Linked DNA regions of Gossypium hirsutum: region 2 is linked to region 1. The links are chromatin contacts, called in public Hi-C maps. All regions are on one chromosome and are shown on one strand. Each heading gives the region's core, a stretch centred on a gene start, on an enhancer-like site or on the middle of the called end of the contact. The rest is flanking DNA. Distances are from core to core; before and after follow the strand shown. Region 1 holds the start of LOC107914189. Region 2 holds the start of LOC107914195 (zinc finger protein 830).

Region 1 (2,778 bases), core at 86-2,585:
TGGAAGGGCAAAGCTCCAAATAATCAAAAGAAAAATTGGTCCAAAACAGAAACCTTATGGGGAGAAGGAGAAGAGGACTTGTTGAGGATGACTGCCAAACCCTTATAGCTAGCGGAATCGCTGCAGCAATGATGAAGTGAAAGACTGATAATTCTCATCTTCCGGGAAGACCACTACATCATTAGCTCTGTCCCTTTCCGTCGCATTTAACCGGAAAACCTGAAAAGCCTCTTTCTGCGATCTACCGCTAAGTTCACTACGGATTGGAGAGCTTCCTAGAAACACATCATCATTATTCTCGTTACTTTTTTATGGATAACCGGTTGGAAAGAAACGTCACCACAAGAATTTTCCAACACCACCAGTTTTCAGGCAGGGTTTTTTATAAAGCATCCCTAAACTTAACAATTTTTACCAACTTAGTCCCTTTTTTCAGTCCATTTTTATTTTGTAATTTGACAAAAACAAAATTAAAAATATATAATATTAGTACCTGAACTTATCCAGATTGGTACCTATTATTTTTTTTTGTTCTAGATTAGTATCAATTTTTTTTCCTGTCCACTAGTTTGGTACGTGACGTGACCTACATTATTTAAACAAATATTTTTTTTAAAAACTTTTTTTTTTACTTTTCTCCCCCAATTTTTTGTTGTGTTTCTTCTTATCCTACATCTTTCTTCTTCTTCCTTCAACCCAAGTTACTACCTTGGTCGCCATTGCCGGTTAGCTTCCTTTTCCATCTAAAAATGGTACTGGAGTATAGCTCTCCGTTCACTCACCACCAATGATTTATAGAGAAAGGGGAGTGTACTTGAGTCTTAACCTTATTTTGCTATAATTTTCTACTTTTGTGGTTTGGAAAAATTCCAGGAAAAATAGAAAGGGAATGGTGGCCATGGCTTTGCAGTGATTTAAAACAATTGCATTGAAGTGTACCTGAGTCTAATTTCGTAAACTGCAAAAATCCCAAACAAGATTTAAGAAAAAACAAAAACCAAAAAAAAAATATAGAGAAAGGGGAGACCAAAGATCCTTACAATCCCAAATAGCTGATTCGAAAAGTGATGTTGCCATCAGCAAAAAGAAAGGGCTGTATTAACATTCGGAGAGTTTACGGCCACGGAAGAGACGATCCCGATGAGCCAAAACGACGTAGTATTCAAAAAAAAAAAGGAAAGCAAGGAAGAATACTACTATGAAAGAAGGTAGTAAAGGAAATGATAAGATTTGTAACGTTCAAGAGGGCGCTTAAATAGCAGTAATAAAATTTTGAGGAAAAAGTTCCCACAGTCGTTAGAACCACTCTCTGTTTTGCAAAACATCGCCAATCAACTGTCAAATTCATTTGTTAACCCAAAAAGAATTACAAAATATTAGATACTAGCTGAAAATGCTTCAATACGAATTAATGTCTCACTAAAGCAAATTGTTAATGTAAAAGAAAGTAATCAACGCCTGAAGCATGAGAATTAGTTAGTTCCAAATATAAAAATCCTCGTAAAAGGAAAGAAGTAAATATTTAAAATGATCATATTATGGGCAAGTGCCCAAAAAGAGGCTAAAGATATAACTAATCAAAAAATCCAATAACTAATCAAAAAACCCAAAAGGAGATTTAAGTACCTAAAAATGGTGATAACGAAGAGAACTCGATAAGTGATGTTACTTCAGTAAAAAGATAGAATCGGAAAAATATAGTTATTGACAATAATTTTGCTTATAATGTTGTTATTTAAATAGAAAAAGAAAATGCATATCCTGAACTTAAATCTATTGAGGAATGTAGAAATGGAAAAGATTAGTCAAAATGGAAAGATAAAATTCAAGCAGAATTGAATTTACTTTCTAAATGTGATATTTTTGGACTTGTATTTCAAACACCTAACGATGTAAAGCCAATAGGATATAAATGGGTATTTGTGTGAAAAAAAAATGAGAAAAATGAAGTTATAAGATATAAAGAACGACTTGTAGCACAAGGATTTTTGCAAATGGCCGACATTGATTACAATAAGATATATTATCCTATGGTGGATGTAATCATGTTTAGATATTTTATTAGTCTGGTAACACGTGAAAAACTTGACATGCGTCTAATGGATGTTATTACAGTCTATTTGTATGGTACACTTGATAGTAAAATTTATATGAAAATCCTTGAAGAATTTAAAATCCCTGAAGGATTTAAAATCCCTGAAGGATATAGAGTTTCTTGGGAAAATTGATGGATCAGATTAAAGAAAAATTTATATGGATTAAAACAATTTAGACGTATGTGGTACAATCGTCTTAGTGAATATTTGTTAAAATAATATTATAAAAACTATTCAATTTGTCCATGATTCTTCATAAAAAGGTTTGGATCATATTTTATGATAATTTCTGTTTATGTTGATGATCTAAATATTATTGGAAGTTCTGAAGAGTTTCAAAATGCAGTAAATTGTTTAAAGAAAGAATTTGAGATAAAATATCTTGAAAAAACAAAGTTTTTTCTTAACCTGCAGATTGAACATTTAAAAGATGGAATCCATGTCCATCAGTCAACTTATACAGAAAAGATCTTAAAGAAATTTACATGGATAAAACACATCCATTGAGTACCCCAGTGGTTTTTTTTATCGTTAGATATGAATAAAGATAAAATTCATCCTTGCAAGAATGATGAAGAATTTCTTGATCTTGAAATACCATATCTAAGCGTCATAGAAGCATTGATGTATCTTGCAAACAACACAAGACTTGATATAACTTTCGTTGTAAACTTGTTAGCAA
Region 2 (2,778 bases), core at 174-2,673, 320 kb before region 1:
TTGGTGTGCATCCCAATGGGATACAGATTTCAAAACAACATCACAAACCCGGCAGACAGGTTGGTCAGATTCATTGTAACTGCATGTGCAAAAGCAAAGAAAGAGAAATTACTGTCAAAAAACAAAACGTAACTAATTTAAGTATTATATAGCAACCAAAACTTTAGAAGATGAAAATCAAAACCACCATGAACACTCTATATATACAACAATGAGGCAGATTTAAAGAAATTATACCAAAAGAAATACCAATTCAAATTATGTTTTCATCCGTTCACATTGTACACTTAATAGACAATGACAAGTATAGACTTTATACAAGCCTCCAAAAACTTAGAAGCAACATCCTCAAGAAAAAAAAAGATCTAATTTTGGAACATAACCATGAAAATAATCATAACATTTAAGAGTCATTCCAAGAAGCAAGAAGAAATCCAATGCAAGCGTGACAAAATTTTCCCCACAGAGAATTACCCCTTACCCCAAGTTCCAGAAGGATACATCTCGGACCAATCCTTTAGAAAACAGACATTGAAAAGCAAAAAGTATATATTACAAGAAAAAAACAAAATAGAAAAGCATTGCCAGAACATAATATTTTCATTTCATGGCTAAAGTATATTGTAATGAAGTGATAAATTTACCTGATAAGGGGAGAATCTATGCGCTTCTCTTTCTTTTGTGCATTCAATTTGGCGCGAAACAACGCCTTGTTCCTCCCTTGGGCATCCATTTCCTCTTTACAACCTTAACAATCAATAAAACAAATTCTTCTAAAAAATCGCAAATAATTGCTTCTTGAGTAAATAAATTTGTATAATCAGCGTTATAAAAGGCATAGATTATAACAAATTCACAACAATGGAGAGAAAGCAAGAAATAGAAAGGCTAAATTACAAGGTTAAAATTAATGCTTTAATAACCCACCGATACACTGCCCTATTAAATTTCCAAAAAGTATTCATAAAATTAAAGAGAAAACAGAGAGACGGGGACAAATCAGAAAAATGTAGAAAAGGAAAATATAAGACCAAATAATAAAAAGAAATAAACAAGTAAATTCAGAAAGACAACTGAAAATTTAATATATACATATATATATAGATAATACAATGAAGTAACAGTACCTGGCCTCTTGAATAGTTGGAAATTGGATTATACGGAAGACGAAGACGCAAGTTACGCGTGAAAGAAAAAGGAAGAAGAAGAAGAAGAGATCGCAAATCGAGAGAGAAGAAAAAGCTGCAGTTTCCTTTTCCCGGTAGAAAGCCAAAAAGAAAGGGAGAAAAATGTCGTAACCTAATGTAGAGACACCAATGTCCTCTATAGTCGAAACTGGAACATACCGACCAGGGACGGGTTGAACCGGAAACAAGCAAGTATATTGGTTCGAATAGAGTCATCAAATTGATTTTTGAGGGGTAACCAAATTATTGATTTTATTCTATTTTTATCATTTAATTATTAATTTTTTATTTAATAAATTAAATATATTTGTCATTATTATATAAGTGATGAGAGATTGATGTGGGTTTTTTATTAGTCTAATAATAGAATTAATCCTATAATTTTACATATTTTTAATTTAATTTTAAATATAATAAATTTAATAAATTTAATTTTTAATATTCACAAAATGCGTAATTTTAGTTTAAATTCTACCAAATTCAATAAATTCAACTCTCAAGACAAATCTTGAATTTTAAAAAATTTGTAAATTTTGTAAATTTAACCCTTTGAAGGAAAAAAAATCCCAATTTGATAAAGTTTTTTTTTGTATATCTAATAATAAATTTAACACTTTAATATTTATTTTAAATATAAAAATTTTCAAACTCCAGCTCCAGCAGCAGCCCCAACAGCATCTCCGGCCCCTCACCACTAGCACTGCCCTCAGCTCCCCTTGCTAAAACTAGCAGTTCATCTCATCCTTCCCTCAAATGTCCTATTTCTGTTCTGCCATTTTCTTTTTCTTCTTTTTATAGTGAAGAAAGTAGGTTGCAGATTTGAGCCTAATTATCACAAGCTTTCAAGTACCAAGTATTGATAACGCCATTCGTTAGCAAAAACCATGTCCCTGGAGGCGGCCATTCAAGCACCAGGAATTCATGCCCATGCCCCTGGAGTCGGCCATTTTCTTTTGTTCCCATTTTTTTCTAACTTCAATTGTAACAGTATAATGAACCCAAAAAAATTGTGGTAGATAGATTAAAATGGTGGTTTATTAAAATAAAAAAATGTTTATAAAGTAATTACATTTTTATTGAAAAATTAATCTTATAAGTCCAAATTACCTTATTTTATGTAAAGTTAGGATGGGACAAAATGTCAACATATTTCGAGTCAAACCGAACTTAGGTAAAGACAATTTTTAAAAGTCTCTTATTTGGGCTCAGCTCAAATTTGTCTCAACTCGACCCATAAACAACTTTAATATTGAGAGCTAAACTTATTAATTTTTTTTAAATTTGAACTAAGATGACATATTTTGTGAACATTGAAGTTAAATTTATTAAATTTTTTATTTAAGATCAAATTAATAAAATAAGTAAATATTAAAGAGTTAAATTTATTATTAGACTGATAAAAAAAACTCACATCAACACTTCTATCAAATCTCAAACAATAACTAAAAAATTCAATTTCAAATAGTTCTGGAATTTACTCTTAAAATAATTAATAACTATTACATAAAAAAAATTTTGACATAATATGTTTAAGTTATTTTTACAATTTTAAATACAAATTATTTATTTTTATATCATAAAAATTTAAAAA

What was found. Hi-C and Micro-C count contacts between places; a contact is called where the count stands out from the background.
Region 2: a Hi-C map of leaf shows a contact between it and region 1, with 1.9 times the contacts expected there. The contact joins the promoter of LOC107914195 here to the promoter of LOC107914189 in region 1. A contact is called at or near these places in 3 of 34 Hi-C or Micro-C datasets (all in leaf).

What each region holds. Positions count from the first base shown.
Region 1 is chrD10:10,068,992-10,071,769 of Gossypium_hirsutum_v2.1, reverse strand. It overlaps LOC107914189, which reads right to left and starts at 1,335. Exons shown (of 12, transcript XM_041103083.1): 1 at 1,041-1,335; 2 at 940-958; 3 at 54-275. The coding sequence starts at 158.
Region 2 is chrD10:10,387,930-10,390,707 of Gossypium_hirsutum_v2.1, reverse strand. LOC107914195 (zinc finger protein 830) reads right to left here and starts at 1,423. Exons shown (of 9, transcript XM_016843007.2): 1 at 1,128-1,423; 2 at 645-747; 3 at 1-79. The coding sequence starts at 733.